Regions from separate parts of the Pan troglodytes genome. Here region 2 is linked to region 1. A link is a contact called in public Hi-C data. All regions are on one chromosome and are shown on one strand. Each heading gives the region's core, a stretch centred on a gene start, on an enhancer-like site or on the middle of the called end of the contact. The rest is flanking DNA. Distances are from core to core; before and after follow the strand shown.

The links. Hi-C and Micro-C count contacts between places; a contact is called where the count stands out from the background.
Region 2: a contact with region 1 is called in a Hi-C map of blood, with 3 times the contacts expected there. The contact joins two enhancer-like sites. A contact is called at or near these places in 2 of 7 Hi-C or Micro-C datasets (blood and stem cell-derived neural progenitor cells).

The regions. Positions count from the first base shown.
Region 1 is chr12:83,264,921-83,267,656 of NHGRI_mPanTro3-v2.0_pri, reverse strand. All of the region lies in intron 2 of LOC129135347, which reads left to right. Among named protein-coding and RNA genes, the nearest start is that of MAP4K3, 77 kb to the left of the region's middle. Within about 2 kb of position 1,461, at least 11 of the 24 cell types and tissues checked have an H3K27ac peak or open chromatin away from gene starts, as enhancers often do.
Region 2 is chr12:83,398,238-83,401,400 of NHGRI_mPanTro3-v2.0_pri, reverse strand. All of the region lies in intron 1 of MAP4K3 (mitogen-activated protein kinase kinase kinase kinase 3), which reads right to left. Among named protein-coding and RNA genes, the nearest start is that of MAP4K3, 57 kb to the right of the region's middle. Within about 2 kb of position 1,455, at least 6 of the 24 cell types and tissues checked have an H3K27ac peak or open chromatin away from gene starts, as enhancers often do.

The DNA of each region.
Region 1 (2,736 bases), core at 212-2,711:
CCCAAGTTATAAAAGAAAGAATTCCAGCTTCTGCTGTCAGGCCTGCGAGGCTGGCCAAGCTGGAGCATCCTTGACCTTTCTTTTTTCCTTCAGCCGTCCAATGAATTTGTGTCCAATTCGTCCTCCAACCCTCCACAGACAGTTGCATTCTATGATGCCTCTGGTGATTTGGAAGGCGGCCGAGCTAGGCACCAAAATAGGAGCGCCTGAGGCGAGAGATTCTTCCAAGGTTCTTGGTTGTCAGAAAGATGAACATCACCACATGGTTCTAAAAGAAGAGATGAAAGGGATTAACATTGTAAGCAGTTGTGAGATTAGACTCTCCAAGTCACTAGGCTCCAGATGAAGCAGGAGGCATAGCAGGGAAAATCCTGTGCTGGTATCGGTAAAATTATGAGCAAGGTTTTAGAGGATTCATCAGAGGAAGGCTAAGTTGAATGGGCACTAATGAGCTGATGACTCAAATCTAGGAAGGAATAAGATCATAACAACCAAAGCTCTGCATGAAGGTGGGTGCTGTATAATTATCACATCTACTAGAGACAGGCACTGGTCCCCAAGATGAGACTGGCTGGCCCCTCACCCAGTGAACAAGTTATCAAATACTTAACTAAAATAAGAACTGTGAATATGCCCAGAAGGATTCTTTGCGCATGTACTTAAATATGTTACTCTCCCTATCTTTTATTAAGGCCCTTGTTTGGAGAAGGGACTGAACTAGATGTGGGCATGTCTTAAAAATGCTTACGAATCTTGAGCCTGGTATAACGTAAACACTCAGAAAACACTTTATTGTTTACAATATAGTAGGACTCATCCCGTCGTGGGGAGCTATGGCAGTGGCCTTGAAAAGAGTGGGTATTAGTACACAAATGTTCAGAATGTCCCACATTGCTACATAGTGCCCAGTTCATGGATGAGCTGCCACTCTGCTGGGACAGGCTTCATCTGTTTATTTCAAATGTATAAATGTTGGGTGTTCTCTTGGCCTTAAAAGGGGTTAGACGTAGCACAGGGCATTTATATTGTCATGAAATCAGTCTGAGAGTGTTGGATGGGGGCATTAATATATGAAATCAGGGAAATAGCTTTTCCCTCATCCTCTTCACCTCCAAGAATATCTTTCTGAGATATTCTCTATTGTTCTGCCCAGTGCAGTTAGGTCTTACTTAGTTTGCCTTGTAAGTTCATTTCAGATTTTAAGCGCTCTCCCCATAGGAAGTTTTTCCTGCTGTTCTGCCTGAGTTGCCTTCTGCTTAGTTTTAGTCCATTATGTCTGTAAAGAGAGGGAGGGTTTTATGGGGCAAAAGGCCCAATCATCGTGGGAAGAATGAATCATTCCAAGAACAGTGAGATGGGCTGGAAGGAGAAGGCAGCGAAGGGGCAGGAAGTTGTGGGTGGAATGGGTTACTGAGAACAGCACCAAAACAGTCTGTCTTCTCTCTCCATTACTCCCACTAGGGGGTGCCCAGCATCCCAGAATAATCACTATTATTAGGAAGTTGAAGTTTGATGTGTCATCTCCTAATAGAAGGGCACTGGTTTCTCCCCCAGGGTTTTCTATATCTCTGCCCTGAGTTGAGAAGAGATCTCTGTGTGTGTATGTGTATGTGTATGTGTATTGTGTGTGCATATTTGTTTGTGTGTATGTGCTTGTGTATGTGTGGGTTAGAATCAGTAAGTGCACAAATGCCTCTTAAGCATTCATTTAAAGATTCTCAATTCATGGAAATCCTTAGGGATACACTGAGTTTTCCAGGACCCAGCTGACTTGATCTTGAAGTCAGTGGCTGGAGTAGTTGTGGGCCAGAAACATCCTCCTCAGCCCAGGAGAAGTGGCAGCTGATGTATTTTAATTACTGGGAGTCAAGAAGTTGTAGGGATAAGAAATGAGTGCAGCTGAGCGATCAGCTGGAGGTCAGGGATGGAGGAAAGACAGAGGGTGTGTGAGATTCTGAAGTAGAGTGGTGAACAGGTGTGGGATGGATGTCAGGGTGAGATGAGGGTATCTGGAGGGTTTCCAAACAGCCAGGCCTTCAGGATGGCCATAGCAAAACTTCCAGTTCTGAATGGTTTTGTGGAAAGAACATGGAACCTGGATCTTGGAAGACATGAACTGAAATTTCAGTTCAAGCATTCTATAGCCATGAGACCTGGGGGAATTGGGGCAAGTTATTTCACATCTTTGATCTTCAATTCTCTCATCTTCAAAAGGAGACTAATGATACTAGGGTTAAGTGAGAATTTAAAAAATAATGCATATAATGCACTACATAAATAGAATCTTCTTCCTTTCCCTTTCTCCTACTTGGAAATGGCTGAGAGCAAAGATGCAGTTCTTGCATCCCATGACCACAGAGTTCTAGGACTGCAGCCCTGGGCAAGAGGTTCCACCTTGGCTGCTGGAGTTTTCTGCAATGAAGAACTTCAGTGAGTGTTCAGGGCATGCCTGCAGAACCCTGGTCCTTCTGTTTGGACCAGTGCTCCAAATCTGTAGGCCTTTGGGCCATAATTTAGAAGCTATTTCTAAATTTTTGAAGGTCCTCTGCTAGTCCTGAGGCCTTTAGTCTCAGAGAATTAAATTGTCTTACCCAGGGTCGGTCATACAGACTGCCAAAGCCTGGCCTGGAATCCAGGTGCAATGTTCATCTGTGTTACCAGTTCCTCCATGCTAACCTGACAATGACTCACAATTCCTTATAGCACAGTGTTCCAAAGTCTGAGCCACAGACCACC
Region 2 (3,163 bases), core at 206-2,705, 130 kb before region 1:
CACAACAACCTTATAAAATAGGTACTGATATTATTCTCATTTTGCAAGTGAGGAAACTAAAGGACATAGAACTCAAAAGAACTTAACAAGGTCATACAGCCAGTGAGTCGACAGTGCTGGGATTCAAACCTAGGCAGTCTAACTCCACAGTCTGAGCCTTTAAGTATTACACTGTATTGCTATTCATTCAAAGGCTAGTTGAACTAATTAACTAGCCTTATATTTTTTCATTTAAAAGCTTTAGGATATGAAAGGCTAACACAATTGTGTATATAATTATGAAAACAGGCCCCCTGCATCCTTTTAAACACACCTGATGGTACAGTCAAATACATGTAGTTCAATGCAAAACCTATTTTTGTAAGCCACATATTAAAAATCACTTTAAAAAATCAAATTATAGATTCCTGGCATTTACAACTGTATAATTATGTATATAAGTACACATAATTATATTATGTGTATTTATGTGTACATATAACAATATATATTATATATAATACACATATAGATAAGAAGAAACTATATTAAAATGGCAGTAAGTCTTTGTCAATTTAAAATATTTTATAATTGGATCAGAACTTTCAATTTGATATTTTAAACTGTTAACTACAAATAATTTTCATACCACCAATGAAGAACAATACATGCCATTCCCTGATCACAGAAAGATCCATTCATGTGACCAGATTTATTCCTAGTTGCAACACTCTCTTATTAATGGATTGGTGAAAATCAGTGAATCACCTGGCAAGAGATGGTAACACCATTAACAGTGGAATTCTTCTAAGAATACTAGGGCACTAAAAATACCAGCCAAAGATCTAAGATATGAGACACCGCCATTGCTGAAAATATAAAATTTAACCATTTAACTCTAAGAAGAACAAAGATATTAAGAGATCTCATATAAATTAATAAAATTTGCAGGGAAAATTCATTTAAAAATTGTTCCTTCAAACAAAATCCCCATAACTAATAAACACTCAAGGCAGTACAAAAGAGATTTGAAGACTTATTTCAAATTAAACTTAATTTCCATAAAATGGGATAGATGTTTCAAATAGACAGTGCTGGATACTAGCTCCTTTCTCTAGGAAGAAAACATATATAAATGATGAAATAGAAATAAAACCAGAATATCATTCTGGCAGCATTCTGTAAAGGAGGTAGAGAGTATCTGAAAAATATTCAGGTATAATAGTCATAAAGCTTTTCAAGCACCATCACAACTACTTGCCTCTCCTCACACTTTGATATCTTTTCTCTGGTAGGATTCTCCTTTAGCATCTCCTCCAAATAAGACAACTGCCACCATTTAAAAATCATGCTATGGTTTTTTACTTACTGAGAAGAAATTCAGAGTATGGGTGATTCTACTATGGAAGAGCAGACAAATGTGAACTCAGAAAGCTAGGATGATTATAGCTGAGATTTTTGTTACCAATGACCACAGGAGGGCACACTCTCTATTTACAAGTTACACAGTGTTTGTCCAAAATGGTTGCTGTACACAATGTACTCTTCTAAAAATAGATTTACTAACACCAGCATATATTTAACAGAAAAATTATGACACTAACTACTGATGAGTGGTTTACCAAGGTCAATATTTCCTATAGGGTTGACTTATGAATACAATTATTTCAAGTGGTACATCAGTCTAGAATTTCCTAAAGGCTAACAGTTTTTAAATTACAGTTTTTTAGGGTTAATTGAAAAAAACATAGAGCTAAAATGATTACTGTTCTTTTGCTTTCTATGATGTTAGAAATATCTTCCAATATGTAATTTATTTGGCAGTATTAAGATATTTCACAAAAAGGGGAAACAGACAATTGAAAGTCCTTAAGAAACTTCACTTCTAAGCCTTTCCTTAGTAAAATCCATGTTTATTAATAAAGGGTCTTTAAAGCTTTATGATTCACCAAGAATCTTGGTCTTCTGCCTAAAATAAGTCATATTTTGCTATCTCTAAATTGACTGTAGTCAAGGTTACACACAAAGGTAAATTTAAAAGTCAGTATTATCTCTAACATTCTGCAACTGCTATTCTTTTTTTCAATCACCTTGAGCAGTTTATTTTTTAAAAAGGAGAGCAAGATAGAAATTATAAAATATTAGCACGTATAAAGTTAAAAATTTTGAATTCAGAATATGTAACATAAAATGTTCATACTTGTGAAGGGCAGAAAACAGGATAAAATATTCTAAGCAGCTAGATCTAGTCTGCTGCAACACTGATCTGACCACCATTCTTCAAATGCTCCCACAATGATGTTCTCATCATGCTGTTCTTGACTTATAACTCTGCAAGGCTACACATCATTGCTTTAAAGACAAAAATCCAAATTCCCTGTCAGAGTATTTAAAGCTTTCACTAAATACAGCACTTTTTATAACAGCTTTATTGGGATAGAATCCACATACCATGAAGTACACCCTTTCATGGTGTATGATTCAGTTGTGTTTAGTATATTCAGAGTTATGTAACTGTACTAACTAATTTTAGAACACTTTCATCACCTCAAAAAGAAACCCCAGACCCATTCGCAGTCACTCCATATTCCTCTGACTCTCAATCCCTGGCAACCACTAATCTACTTTCCATCTCTATGGATTTGACTATTATAAATATTTCATGTAAATGGGATCAAATAACACATGGTCCTTTGTGACTCTGGTTTCTTGCACTTGGTGTAATGCTTTCAGACTCATCCATGTCTCAAACTCATTTATGTGTTACTGCCAAATAGTATTCCATTGTATGGAAATACCATATTTGGGTTGTTTCTACTTTTTAGCTGTTATGAATAATGGTGCTATAAACATCAGTGTACACATTTTTGTGTGGACCTGTTTTCAATTTTCCATTTGAATATCTTCTTTGGAGAACTGTCTATTCAATTATTTGTCCATTTTAAATTCTTTTTAAATTGTTACTTGTAAGAGTTCTTCACATATATTCTGGATATAAATCCCTTATCAGTCGCATGATTTGCAAGTATTTTCTCCCATTCTACATGCTTTCATTTTCTTATGGGTATCCTTTGAAACACAAAACCTTTTCATTTTGATGATGTCCAACTTAACTAATTTTTGTTTCTTGTATTTTTAGTGTTGCAGCTAAGAAACCATTTGCCTAACCCAAGGTCACAAATAC